Regions from separate parts of the Zea mays genome. Here all the other regions are linked to region 1. The links are chromatin contacts, called in public Hi-C maps. All regions are on one chromosome and are shown on one strand. Each heading gives the region's core, a stretch centred on a gene start, on an enhancer-like site or on the middle of the called end of the contact. The rest is flanking DNA. Distances are from core to core; before and after follow the strand shown.

The links. Hi-C and Micro-C count contacts between places; a contact is called where the count stands out from the background.
Region 2: a Hi-C map of endosperm shows a contact between it and region 1, with 4 times the contacts expected there. The contact joins the promoter of LOC100286288 here to the promoter of LOC542095 in region 1. A contact is called at or near these places in 3 of 25 Hi-C or Micro-C datasets (ear, endosperm and tassel).
Region 3: a contact with region 1 is called in a Hi-C map of leaf, with 5 times the contacts expected there. The contact joins the promoter of LOC100272620 here to the promoter of LOC542095 in region 1. A contact is called at or near these places in 3 of 25 Hi-C or Micro-C datasets (ear and leaf).
Region 4: a contact with region 1 is called in a Hi-C map of ear, with 5 times the contacts expected there. The contact joins the enhancer-like site here to the promoter of LOC542095 in region 1. A contact is called at or near these places in 7 of 25 Hi-C or Micro-C datasets (bundle sheath, ear, endosperm and 2 more).

What each region holds. Positions count from the first base shown.
Region 1 is chr7:134,552,632-134,555,932 of Zm-B73-REFERENCE-NAM-5.0, forward strand. It overlaps LOC542095 (isoamylase-type starch debranching enzyme ISO3), which reads right to left and starts at 1,605. Exons shown (of 24, transcript NM_001111728.2): 1 at 1,359-1,605; 2 at 1,166-1,229; 3 at 1,002-1,076; 4 at 562-719. The coding sequence starts at 1,465.
Region 2 is chr7:134,336,627-134,339,927 of Zm-B73-REFERENCE-NAM-5.0, forward strand. It overlaps LOC100286288 (transcriptional regulatory protein algP), which reads right to left and starts at 1,465. Exons shown (of 1, transcript NM_001367231.1): 1 at 685-1,465. The coding sequence starts at 1,362. The coding sequence ends at 946.
Region 3 is chr7:134,720,086-134,723,386 of Zm-B73-REFERENCE-NAM-5.0, forward strand. LOC100272620 reads left to right here and starts at 1,481. Exons shown (of 3, transcript NM_001147083.1): 1 at 1,481-1,801; 2 at 1,914-2,266; 3 at 2,379-3,301. The coding sequence starts at 1,747. The coding sequence ends at 2,756. It also overlaps the pseudogene LOC103634181.
Region 4 is chr7:134,687,406-134,690,706 of Zm-B73-REFERENCE-NAM-5.0, forward strand. It overlaps the pseudogene LOC103634181. Among protein-coding and RNA genes, the nearest start is that of LOC100272620, 33 kb to the right of the region's middle. Within about 2 kb of position 1,631, at least 19 of the 20 cell types and tissues checked have an H3K27ac peak or open chromatin away from gene starts, as enhancers often do. A contact at or near this core is called in bundle sheath, ear, endosperm and 2 more, where this site is marked.

The DNA.
Region 1 (3,301 bases), core at 355-2,854:
GTGATATCGGTTATAACCATTACAGTATTTAAACTTTAGATTTTTTCTAATTTCTTTCAGCACAGAATTGGTGTCATCACTAAGTTAAATTGAAAATATAGAGTTTGACTGAGTGGGAATTGTTTTCCATATAGGAAATATTACTATCGACCAGTTTCATCCCTATATGATTCTTTTCAGTTGGTGGATGATCAGGGGTGAGGGTGACAGGGTGTTCATTGAAGCACTTCAGATTTCAGTGTGCCAAGCGCATCCCAAAACACCAAATGATGTGTGGCGGGTTGTGCAAACAGTATTGACATCTCTTTGAAACCCTGAAACAAGAGTAGCCATGGACTGACTAACCAAGGTTTAATATGCAAAGAAAGCAACCATGAAGTATGAACACATACAGTAACAGTGGTAACTAAAATTGTATGGAGAAGATTAGAATTCTAAGGTGGCAAAAAAACTACAAGCTCATATCTGAAGGGAAACAAAAGAAGTTCAGTTAACTAGCCAGCAGTTAGGTCGAATGACATGGAAAGTAACATCACAACACAGTTTGAGGGAAAATATTACCTCTCAGGAAAATTCAAGCAAAGGGTGACAGAAGAAGCATGTTGTGAGAATATTGCAAAATTTAACCCATCGTCAACTTGTGACACTCCTAGGGGGAAGGCTTTGCCTGAAGAATATTTCAAGGGCACTTCATTGCCAGATGAAGTGTGTCCCATTTCCTGTAAATACGAAATGGATAAACATCATCCCCAAAAGAACACATGACAAACAATGCACAGTAAGTTCAGATGCAAAATTCAATTTTGGAATAGCAAAATGTGTCAGGATACACTACAGCGTATAAATACAGAACACATTTGCATACAACAAAAATTTACTTGCACGGTACCAACCCATCACTTGAAACTGGCCAATGATATCAAGCAACATAATATAATGAACCAGTGGTTCAATGAAATAGTAGTGCGCTACAGGCCCTGGAGCATGGTGTGATTAGATACCTTGGTCACACTCCTCCCCGCCTTCCCGCTCTGAACTTTCGTCGTGGTACTCCGCAAGGCATCAAATCCCTGTACCTGCGCCACCACGAAATTTGCTTATATCAGATAATCCACAGATCAGCATGCCACTGAGGCACAAACCTACCAAAAATCGAGACACCTGCCTTTCCAAAATACCCTCCTCCTCCTCCACACCCTGACGCGATCCCAAGCTTAGTCTCCGCAAAACTGCACAGACTCACAGCGAGCACAGCATTCAGTGTCGAGCCAAGCCGCGCCACGAATCGAAGGAATGTAGCAGTAGCACGTCGAAATCAACCATCTGATCTGATCGAGACCCACGACAGAACCACTCACCGATTGCCGAGCCCGAGGTGGCTAGGGGGGCGCAGGAGCGCGCTGCGTCGAGTAGCTGCGGCGGCAACGGGGCGCAGCGGGGGCCGATTTGTACCGACGGAATCCATCCAAGCGTGGGACCGAGGAGTGTGATCGGACGCTGGTAAGGGAATGGGGCTAGTTTTAGGGGTGGCGGTAGGGGAGTGAGGAGCGGCGGGGAAGAGACGGAGATGCTGATCTCACCTTGGGGAGCGCGCGCGGAAGGGACGGACGGGGACTCCAGGCCTCCGGGACACGTGGTTGTCCATGCGCGGAGTTGGAGTTGGAGCAGACTCGGCCGCTCGGGAGGATAGCAAGATGGGCGGACGGCCTTTCTCTTGTGGCTCGATCGGGGCCGTCGCCTCTTTCTCATCTCCTTTATACTTTCTGTCTTCCTCGCTTAGATTTTTCTTGTTCCCAATCCCAATCCCAACTCGAGCCCCCAATGTACGCAGGATTTTTTTCTTATTTGTTATAGTTATTATGGGTTAGATTTGATATGAGTCCTTTTGATTGTCTCCATTTAAAATAAAAATAAAAATGACAGTAGTAGCGTAGAAGATAGTTAAATTTTGTGATGTTTCCTGCGTGCAACAGAATATCATAAAAATTAACTGACTCTAATGTTACATAGACCGTTTGTTTCCTAAATGTACGAATATGATGCACAAGAATGTTTAAGCAATATAATGCACAAAAAAAGTACGTAAAACTGATAAAAGATATCAACTAAAAGATAACGTAATGATAAATACCACATATAAAAATTCAATTGGCGTTTAATACCAATTTCTATGATATGTCATACCAACAAGGATATGTCTCTTGTAAGTAGGGATGACAATGGATGTGATTTATCCGCGTACCCGCGGATAAAAAAACCCGTTGAACACGGTTTTGGGTACGAGTCTGTATCCATGGATACGGATACGGATAGCATTTGATATCCGTGGATATTTTTAAAATGGATACGAAAAATCAGTATCCATACCCAAATACCCGAATATCCGTTAAAATATCCCGTACTCCCGTCCCACAAGGCCACAAGCCTAGATTCCACCGTTCCAGGCAGCGAAGCCCTCACTCGGTCGCTCTCGCTCCGGACCCACTCCATCTCTCCTCTGATCCTCTCTCACTCCTACCGCCGCCGCCCACTCCATCTCTCCTCTCCCAGACTCCGACTCCTACCGCATCCGCTATCGGGTGCTGCCACCGCGCCCGCCAGTCCGCCACCACAGTCCCTGCTATATTTGATATTTAAATCCAGCACTTTTCTTCATTTTTCCAATATATTATATTTAAAGTATATAGATACTAATGTGCATGCAACTTTATTTTAGATGCTCGTGATGGAAGATTCAATAGTGGGCAAACGGATATGATATCATATTTAAATTTGCTGGACAAATATGATATCATATTTGAATTTGCTGGATTTAAATATGTTGTATGTGTAGTGGGCAAACGGATATATCCGCGGATATCCGTTACCCGCGGGTAACGGATGTGGATACTGTTTATTATCTATAGCGGGTAACGGGTACGGGTTCGGATATCGGATATAAGTCACAGATATGGATGTCCAGAGACACTATCCATGGATAGTTTATCCGTTGCCATCCCTACTTGTAAGTGATTATCCATGCTTAGTTTCTGGACTTTATTTTCTTCAATTAGATTATTACACATATAATAAGTTTGAAAAGGGTGTTAGTGTGAAAATATTGAGCCACATAGTAACATCTACCTAAAAGTGTGCATCCAGGTTTGAAATACTTTATAGTACTTGTAGAAGACATGTTCTTAAACTTTTAAGGTCAACATATGACTTGAAAAAATAATATCACATGAAAATGAGTATTACTTTAGATGATATTTGGGGTAAAGTGGACTTTACCACATATAACATAAACCACTTGTCAACA
Region 2 (3,301 bases), core at 215-2,714, 220 kb before region 1:
TGCAGCGGCCGCCGCGCGCGGAAGCAGCCGTGCGTAGCGTCCGCAGGGCGCAGCAGGCAAACGACACCGCCCGGCGCCCGCAACAAGGTGCAGGTGCAGCTGAGGTGCACAGCGGGCCGTGTACGCGGCGGGCGCAAGGCATGGGGTGGGCGGGGCCCGGACTGACAGGCACGTGCTCCCAGCCCCCACCGCCCACTGCGCCCTCGACACCTCGCCATCGGCATCAGCGGCCACCGTTCCCCGCACCCCGTGGCGATTGCTGCCAGCCTGCCACTGCCTGCAAACTCCCAGCTGGCCTCCGTCAAACGAGTCCTATACTATACTCTACCGCGCCGAAGAATATAGGGAGCGAGGGAGGGTGCGTATAATAATTGCCTCCAGACTCCAGATCCAGAGCACAGCTCTTGCGGCTGTGGCCCAGATCCACAACCTAGCTCGATCTACACGCACGCGCTCGTGAATCCTATGCATCGACACTGGATCGTGAGTGTCCTCATCCCAAGTGTGTGCTCCAAGCTCAAGATCGCACTACATCCGCAAGCTACACTAACAGTATTCAACACTAACCTGCTCAGGCTACTCTACTGTACGAGCACTCCTCAAGATCAGATCCGATCCGATCCAACAAACCAGCTAACAAAATAAAATGCAGCAGTAACCGCGGAAGATGAAGAAGACGCTGAAGGAAAATCAACAGGGTATTATACAGATGGAGGAACGGAAGCCACAACACCACCGGGCCCACCCAACCAGCCAGCCAGCCAAACCAATCTGTCCAAGCCACGATCCTACACTGTAGTAACACGAACAGATATGCCAGTCCTACTGAATCGAATGCCGAATGGAATATGGATGAAAGGGAAGAACAACAAAAAAAAAGGAATCAACGGCTCAGCACGGATAGCGATAAATTACAGCAGGGGACGGCGCAGATCTCCCGCTCTCTCAGTAGAAGGCGGCGGCGGCGGCGGCCACGGCTGCGGCGGCGGCGAACCACTTGGCGGAGGGGGAGGCGCCGGCGACGGCGGCGCTGGGGGCTGGGGGAGCCTCCGCGGAGGGCGTCGGAGCGGGGCCCTCCGTGGGCATCGGCGGGGAGCTCACGTCGGGAGTGGGAGCCTCGGCCGTGGGCGCCGGGGTGGGGGCCTCGGGCGCCGGGGCCGGGGCCTTGGGGGCGGGCGCGGGCGCCGGAGGAGGCATGGTCGGGGGCGGCACGGGCGGAGACACCGGCGCGGGGGTCGGCGGCGGCGTCGCCGGCGGGGGGGACGCCTTGGGAGCCGGCGTCGGGGTGGCGGTCGGGGCCTGCGCCGCCGCCGCGGCGAAGAGCATGGCCATGGCCACGGCTGCGAGCTGGAAGCGCGCCATTGGAGCAGAGAGAGAGAGAAGGCTGGCTTGAGCTTGTTGTGGGAGCGAGGGCCGAGGGGCGCTTCTGCTGCTGGGCTGGTGCGTGCGTGCGTACTGTGATGGTGCCGAGACAGTAGAGGCGTGGATCTTATAAAGGGGTACAAGACGAAGCGACGGTGCGTAATTACTAGTCCTACCAGGGGTTTGGTTGCTAGTTTAGTTTCCTTGAAGACCAGCCGTTGGATCGGTACGTGACGGCGATGCTAGTACATTCTGGCTAAAATCGTGTTGCGAGTATGGCTACATCTGTAACCGATTTGGCTACATCCGCATCTTTTTCGTTAAATGACAAATCGACGTGGTCGGGTTTTTCGGCAACGCGAACAGATTCCTCCTTTTGATACGCATACGCAATACGTACTACCTGCCCGTCCCAATTAACATTCGATTTAGCTCTTGTTTTTATATCTGTATTTGAATGAATGGTGATAAATCGATTAATTATTTAAAATAAATTTTAACTTAGGATAGATGTAATATTAAACTCTGCAACGGACCTATGAATCCGTGATAACTACTACTCACATATAGTGAATTTTCCCCAAATTTAGGCCTCGTCAAATAGAGTCCCATTTAGCGTTTTTTTTTCGTAATTCCTTTTCCAATTTCAGTGCGAGCTAATTGGAACTTCTCGATACAGTATTGCCAGCCATTGAGGATATGTCCCTATATATATTGTGTACAAATTATATTATAGTATTAATAAAAAAAATAAGGGAAATTTGGATCCATACCATTAAAAGATCACCACTTTAGATCCATACCATTACTATCTCACTTACATGTGGATCCACATGAGTCAATGACATGTGGGGTCCATGGTATAATATCTAAAGTTTGGATCTTTTAATGGTATAGATCCAATTGTTCCAAAAAAAATAAACATCTCTATCTCTCTGTCAAGTCTTTGTTACAGATTGAGTGGACATTTGGTGGCCACACGGTTCTTTACTGATATTTATGGCTACGAGAACGTGTTTTCTTGAGTATATAGCATAGCAGCTGGGGTGTTTTCGTGACTTGGTCCATAAGACAAATCCAGTGGTTTCCAGCCTAACCAGATCCTTTCCAAAGCTAAAGCTACGTACAATCCTACCTGCAGAATAGTCAACTCGATCGGACGTGAGGTAACTCTAGTGACTTGTCGCCTAACCAAACCCTTCCAAAAACCCCGAGTCTGGAGTTTCACTGCTTGGTGCCGCGTTCATGGAACGGCCGATCATGCAGTCCACGGCGGTTCCGGTGGCCGTCGTGGGCATCAGACTGGGCTGGGCTGTGCCCAGGTTGGAAGATTCCGGCCAGCAGTGGCTGGCGACACCGACGTACCAACCAGCAAGGCCCCACGCCCCCTCCCCTCCCGAGCGCGCGCGGACGGCGTCGGGTTCGCAACGTGACGGCCACAACAAACTCACTTGAGGAAGGACAGGTAGCCGGTAGCCCGTGTCCTCCGTCCCCATTGTTAGGATGAAGTGCGCGTCGTACAGCCTACAGTTTGCGGGCGATGATGAGAGGGCAGGACAATCACGAACCAAAAAAAAAAGATCTTTGGGAACAGCGACGTGTCGGCTTGCGCTGTGCCAACTGGTATTGCAGTAAGGATGTTTTTTTCTTTGAAGTGCATTTTTATCGTTAGTTGGTACATAGGCTGGAAGACATTCCATTTGGAGGCCGGTGGGGAGGGGGAGACCAGCTTCGCATCGATGATTATAGCCAGCGGAGTGGTTCATCAGTCACCGACGAACGATCAGGGTGGTTGTGCTGAGACAACCGCAGAATTCCATTATCCGTGAGGTAGAATGATGGCTAGCGATGACGCCCCAATAATCGCTTTCGCAATATACTAGCTAGTAATATGCAGATCATTATGGCAACCACGGCTTTGCAGAGCATTTAGCATCAG
Region 3 (3,301 bases), core at 231-2,730, 170 kb after region 1:
ATAAACTTGTTTGGGACTCTAGATTCAGTGTCATAGGCCATGCCTATGAGGGTCGAGGGTGGATGTCGGAGTTGGCGTGGCTAGTGACATAGCCAAAGCTTGGTTCCTTAGTCTACAACACTGAGCTTTTAGTTTAGTTAGTTCAGAATATTTACGGTATCTTACCAGACATCTTATATGATAGATTCTAGTCTTTTACTATGACTTAGGGGGTGTTTGTTTGGGATTATAATCTACCCAGATTATATAATCCAACAACTTTTGAACTAAGAGTTAGTTCAAAAATTATTGGATTATATAATCTGGGTAGATTATAATCCCAAACAAACACCCACTTAGACACTAGAATTTTTATTATATCTAAGTCATGTAAACATTTATAATTTTTATGATAAAATTTCAGTGGGTAAGACACAATAAGTATCCAGAGCTAACTAAATCAAAAGCTTGGCGCCATAATTACGGTGTCGCACGTCGAGCTCTAGCCCATGTCGCTAGTTACACCAATTTTTATCTTTATCGTTGGGCTAGACGCTATAAGCTACAACGCTGAGCTCAGAATTAAAAAACAAACTAGTTTATCTGGTTCAGAAATATTATAAATATGAATTCTTAAAAAAACTAAAATAATATTAAAAAACAGGCCCCGCCAACCCAGCAGGCCAGTACAGGCGCTGATCGCCTCGCGCTCACGCTGTCCCGCGCCCGCACCTGTGGCTGGGTGGGGCGCGGTTCGCTGACGCCGGCCCCGGCCGCCAGCTGCCGTGCCTGCCTGCCTGCTACCTACGCAGCCTACCTGCTTCCTCCGGCTTTGGTTCGTCGATCTGTTCAACTTGGCTTCATGGGCGTGACCTGAGCTTGACCACCGTCTCGTTTCCGTTGTAGCGTTAGGAATGGTGTCCGTTACTCGGCTAGCACCTAGCGCTAGCAATAAAAGAAAAACAGGGGTGACGGTGATGTTGGCAACTTGGTTCGAACGTGAAAGAAGAGCCAAAGTTTAAAATAAATTAGCGGACGATAAATATTTGAGAACGGAGTTAGTATTAAAGAGCCAAAGTTTTCCGTATTTTCAGAGTGGAACCACGTTGTCAGGCAATGCAGTGGGCTTGTTTCCCGGGAAAAAAGTATAGTAGAAACTACATCTTCAGCGTAAACATGAAATTAATTTTAGAAAATATACTTCCATAACTTGAAAGTTCTTAATCCTAGCAAGATTCAATTCAAGTGTCGTCCCCCTGATCGAATCCAGGCACAACTTACTCTCTCGTGTATGATTTGCTTCCTTCTGAACTGAGCCGCGAGGGATGCTTGCAAGGTTAACCATGGTTGCGGCTTGACCGCACTGCCGGCGTGACCTAACCTAACCGAGTTCCCGGACCCGAGCTCCCCGTCGCCCCCCTCTCTCTCGCTCACGCCCTTTATTAACGCACAGAGGACAGCACACTGTATTGCGGGAACTGAAAGCAAACCAAAAAAGAAAGAGAGGGGGAGAGACACAGAGGCCTCACTCCACACACTGTCTTGTCTCTCAGTCCCAGAGCTTTCTTGGATCGCGAGGAATCCACTGGAAATTTTGCAATTGTAGTAGAGAACTGTATCGTCCGACGAAGGTGCATGGTGTTGGCCATGGGTCACGGCAGGGAACAGAGACGAGCAGGTCGGCGCTCTCCCCCCAGCTCATTGATCCTGTCCTCGCTATAAGGTAGTCCTGCGGTGGCCTCCGAATTTCACTCGATCGAACACGACATGAAGCGGCCACGCGGCGCCAGTCCCCCTCTGGCTGCGATGACCAATCCGAACGGTAACTTCCAGCTTCTCCTGTTTTGTTTTTCCTGCGGGAATCCATTGTTTTTGGGGGGGTGATGTCGTGGCGGAACGCGTGCGGAAGATTGAGTCCTCTTGCGTGTTCCCAGATGATGGTTACGGCGTGGTCGGGATGGAGGCGGACGCAGACGCGGACGCGGACGAGGAGATGATGGCGTGCGGCGGCGGCGGGGAGAAGAAGCGGCGCCTGAGCTCCGAGCAGGTGCGCGCGCTGGAGCGGAGCTTCGAGGTGGAGAACAAGCTGGAGCCGGAGCGCAAGGCGCGGCTGGCGCGCGACCTCGGCCTGCAGCCGCGCCAGGTCGCCGTCTGGTTCCAGAACCGCCGCGCCCGCTGGAAGACCAAGCAGCTGGAGCGCGACTACTCCGCGCTCCGCCAGTCCTACGACGCGCTGCGGCACGACCACGACGCGCTGCGCCGCGACAAGGACGCCCTCCTCGCCGAGGTAGTTGTCGACGTTATGCCGTTATACAAGCTGCTGGACGAGCACGATGACGCGCGCAATGGCTGACCGCCGGCCTGACCCTAACTCGGTTGGCTGCCTGAATTTCTCCTAGATCAAGGAGCTCAAGGCGAAGCTCGGGGACGAGGAGGCAGCGGCGAGCTTCACGTCGGTCAAGGCGGAGCCGGCGGCCTCGGACGGGCCTCCCCCCGTAGGGGTGGGGTCGTCCGAGAGTGACTCCAGCGCGGTGCTGAACGACGCGGACCCGCCCGTGGCGGAGGCGCCGGTGCCGGAGGTACGGGGTACTCTTCTTGACGCGCCCGGCGCCGTGGCGGCGAACCATGGCGGCGTGTTCTTCCACGGGAGTTTCCTGAAGGTGGAGGAGGACGAGACGGGGCTCCTGGACGACGATGAGCCCTGCGGCGGGTTCTTCTCCGTGGAGCAGCCGCCGCCGATGGCGTGGTGGACCGAGCCCACGGAACACTGGAACTGAACCGAGGCGGAGGTAGATGCAGCGCAGCGTAGACTCGGGATCTGGGCCGAGCGGTGGAGGAATAAAGAATTCGGAGCGAGAGGCGGGGGCTTTTCTGCAAATTTTGTAAAATGGAGTTTTACGTAGCCCTCTTTCGTCAATTCTCGCGCGAATATTTTAGCAGTAGCAGTAGTCTTTAGGAACCCAGTCGAGATCAGTACCTGGTTGCGTTTGGACTCGAATGCAAAAAAAAATGCAAGAAAAAGAGATGAGACCAAACACTGATGCAGAAAGGGGAGAGAGGGACAGTGGGAAGAGGAGTGTAGAGGAAGAGCTGAGCGAGGTAGGGAGTAAAGGACAAGCTGTATGTCACTGTTAGTGGGCCCAGGGCCACGTGAAAGTCAGGCATTGTTGGCGCCCAATTGACCGCCGGACTTGTCAGTGATGCGGATCGGCGACGTGAACGTGTCTGGCCGTGCGCTCCCCCAATGGCCTCTTCCGCGGAAGCGTGGCTCTGGCTCCTTCGTCGACCTGTCGTGCGTCTCTGTATCTAATTTTGGATGCTC
Region 4 (3,301 bases), core at 381-2,880, 130 kb after region 1:
TCGCTCCGTTCTTCTCATTCTCGGTGAGTCGGTGTGCTGTATTAGGATGATTGCTTGAATGAGAAATCAGCATGGGATACATTGGCTTGGTTTGCGGTTCTGGACTTCTGGTTGGAATGGCAGCACAACTCAATTCTTAGATGTCAAGCTGTGTTGCCAAGCTGCTTGAATCGTTCTCGTAGAGTTAGCCAGTGGCATTTTGTGTTCTTGAGGACTCCGACTTTCTGATCCACTACCTAATTGCAAGCCAAACTCGACATGTTGGAGCCTTATACTCTGCATTTCTGGCTATGCATATAACCGCCGGTGTTCCTCGTGCGCTGTCAGCACTTGCTTTGGCATTTAACACAAATCTGTTCGGTGCAATCACTCATTATAGTAGTGGGCAGGCTGCAGTATACTTTGGAGGTAATTTCTTTTTTTTCCCTCTCCCTGAAAATGCTGGCTCTTCTTCAGCTCAAATTACTAACCCTGCCGATTAAAATTTTTGGTCTCCCTCTGCAATCACACATGGGATCTGGTAGTACTAAAAATAATGAAAGGGAAAAAAAAGCACTTACCACGGATAAGATCTATTATTCTAAGTGGGCAAGCGGGCCTTCTTTTGAATATATAGATAGCCCTTCGAGATTGGTATGCTTTTTAACCTGTTACTTTTGTTCTGCAGCCGGGTATAGTTGTTGGGCAAGCGGGCTTCCAGATGTGTTTCAGGCTGGGTTTTATAACAGCCCTGATCAACACGTTAATCTGGGGAGTTGTTGGAACCATTCGGTGGAAAATTTTGGAGAAAATTCCTGGTATGCCATCAGATTTTATACTCATCCCTTGTGTGCCACTGAGTGGCATATAGGTATATTTTTTGGTGTCTATGACATGTGGGGCCAGTGGCATACAAGGAATGAGTATATTTTCCAGTGGCATACAGGGAATTGGCCCAAAATTTTGGGGCTGTACTGACGGTGTCTGACTAAATCACCAAAAAATCGTTTGGCACTCGTCGAATTGCTCCTGCTCATGGTTAGGAGGGGGCAGAGTAGCTACCGTTGCTCGCTCTGGTTAGCTTTCGCTGAGGTGGTCAGCAGTCAGCACAGTGGAGTTCTCTCAGGCAATTACGCCCCTGTTGTACAGTTCCTTTTTTTCTCTCTTCGGTTCCGTGGAAGTTGTTAGCAAATTTTCTGCAGTATGTTTCTCTTCGACGCTTATACGGTCCGCTCTGTAAAAGCTGGGCAGCTGCACTGAAGGTCTGAAGCAGCATACAACCTTGCGGCTCTCAAAACATGTTTGCTCCATTTTACAGCTTCTAACAAACTACAATTCCCAACTTACAGCTTGCAACTTAGGAGGGAAGACGGTTTCACTGGACAACAATGAGAGAAAGCAAGAGCACCGAATGGGAATGTCACACACAAACGCACACGTGACGCACCCCGGCGACGATCAACATGGATGACCCCAGGCCCGGCAACAGCATTAACGCGTCACATTGCGCCGGCCGAAAGAACCGATGGATGATTCCTTGCGTTCGCAGCAAACCCTTGACACGGCGGCGAGCGACCACCTCGGCCCGGCCCGGCCCCGTACCACCACGTCGGTGCCTACACCTGCGCCTGCGCCTGCGCGTCTGCACTGTCCGAGACGGGGACGAATGGGCCTGGTCCAGCCGGTGGACCACCTGATCATAACCAACTCAAAAGGCATGGTCCCTACGCACCCGTGTTTTTCCCCCCTCCACCCTTTTTTTTTCCCACGGACGCGACGGGTGCCGTGCCGTGCCGCGACGCCACGTACGTCCGGTCCACGCCGAACCCAGCTCCCGCTGTCTGTTGCTGGCTGGTGCGACGCGACGCCGAAATATCCTGGCCTGGCCCCGACCCGACGCATCGCGTGCGTCGTGCTCGCGCACAACTCACCCCCCATCCCGCGCCCCATGCGCACTGCAGCTGTGGTGGCCGGACGCGAGGGGCGCACGGCAGGGCACGAGACGACCGCCCACGGGGGGAATCTGTTCCATGCATGCACCAGTAGGAGAAACAGAAACTGTTTCGACGTCTCTGCAAGCAGGAGCGCGATGCTGTTGACGCCGTTGGAAAGACGACGCGCGCGACACGGCAACACAACAGAACATACTCCCGTAGCTAGCGCACGTAGTAGTAGTAGGCCGCTGCAAGATTCGATCTTTCATCGTGCTGGTTGCACGCTATCGTTGTTCGCTAGTACGTATTCCTACTACATACATAATAGCTAGCCAGCGTCGCCTAGGGCGATGCAACACCTAGTAGGTGCCTAAAAGCGTAGGCGCGGACGCGCGCGTCGAGTCGACTCGACTCGGACCTTCCACTTCCAACCAACTAAAACTCTGCGCGGTTGCGGTGCGCCCCCGGCGGGCATCAAAGAGCCTCCTTCCAAACCCATGCCCGAGCCCGACGACGACAGCCACCCGAGACTCAGAAGCACGGCACATACGATCGTGACAAGTGATGGAGAGGCAGACACGAAATCTGCTTGCCGAAAAGCCTACTAGCGGTGGCAGATAATGGGAAACCTAACACCACTCTCGAAAACATCAGAAGGAAATTACAACAAAAAAAGGAGCTTTCGCTCCCGCTCCAGCGATACACGCCGTGATCTCGACCAGAGCGCCCCCCCTTGCCCCAGTTTGACAACAGCTGCCTGCTGCTGCTAGCAACTCGTGCCGGCCTGTTCGTTTCGCAACAGTGAAAGCGTGGATGGCCGGTGCAAATGCAATGCAACTCATCACCGATCGCCACAAAAAGTCCAGGCGCTTTTGGCTCCCTGCTCTTAGTGCTCTAGTGCCCCCTCCTGCAAGGCTGCAATTTGCGATTCGCGAGCAGTGACCGTGACCGTGACCGTGACCGTGAAAACGCGCGAGCTCCCCGGCCACCGCACTGCACGGAGCACACACACAACTAGCCCGCGCCTTTGCCAACAGCTCGAAACCCTTGCGGGCTTGCCGCGGCCGCGCGCGCGTTTTCACCTCTGATCTCGTGCGCGGCGCGGCCGGGTCGGACCGGAACGAAAGGGCCAAAGGGGTAGCGACGCTACGTCGCTACTCCGCCGTACGTCCGCGCCACCGCCTGCGCAGGAAGGAAGGAAGGGAACCCGGCCGTCCGTCCGGCCGGGCACTAGGGTGGTGCCTGCCTGTGGCGTTGCCGCTTCGGGTTGGCTCGTGCTCCGTGCTTGCAATTCCAGTGCCGTACTGCCGTCCATGGATGGACGGACGTCGGCAGAAAAAGGCGAAGATGGACCAGAGCGGAAAAGGAGCCGAGCTCCAGCAGCGAGC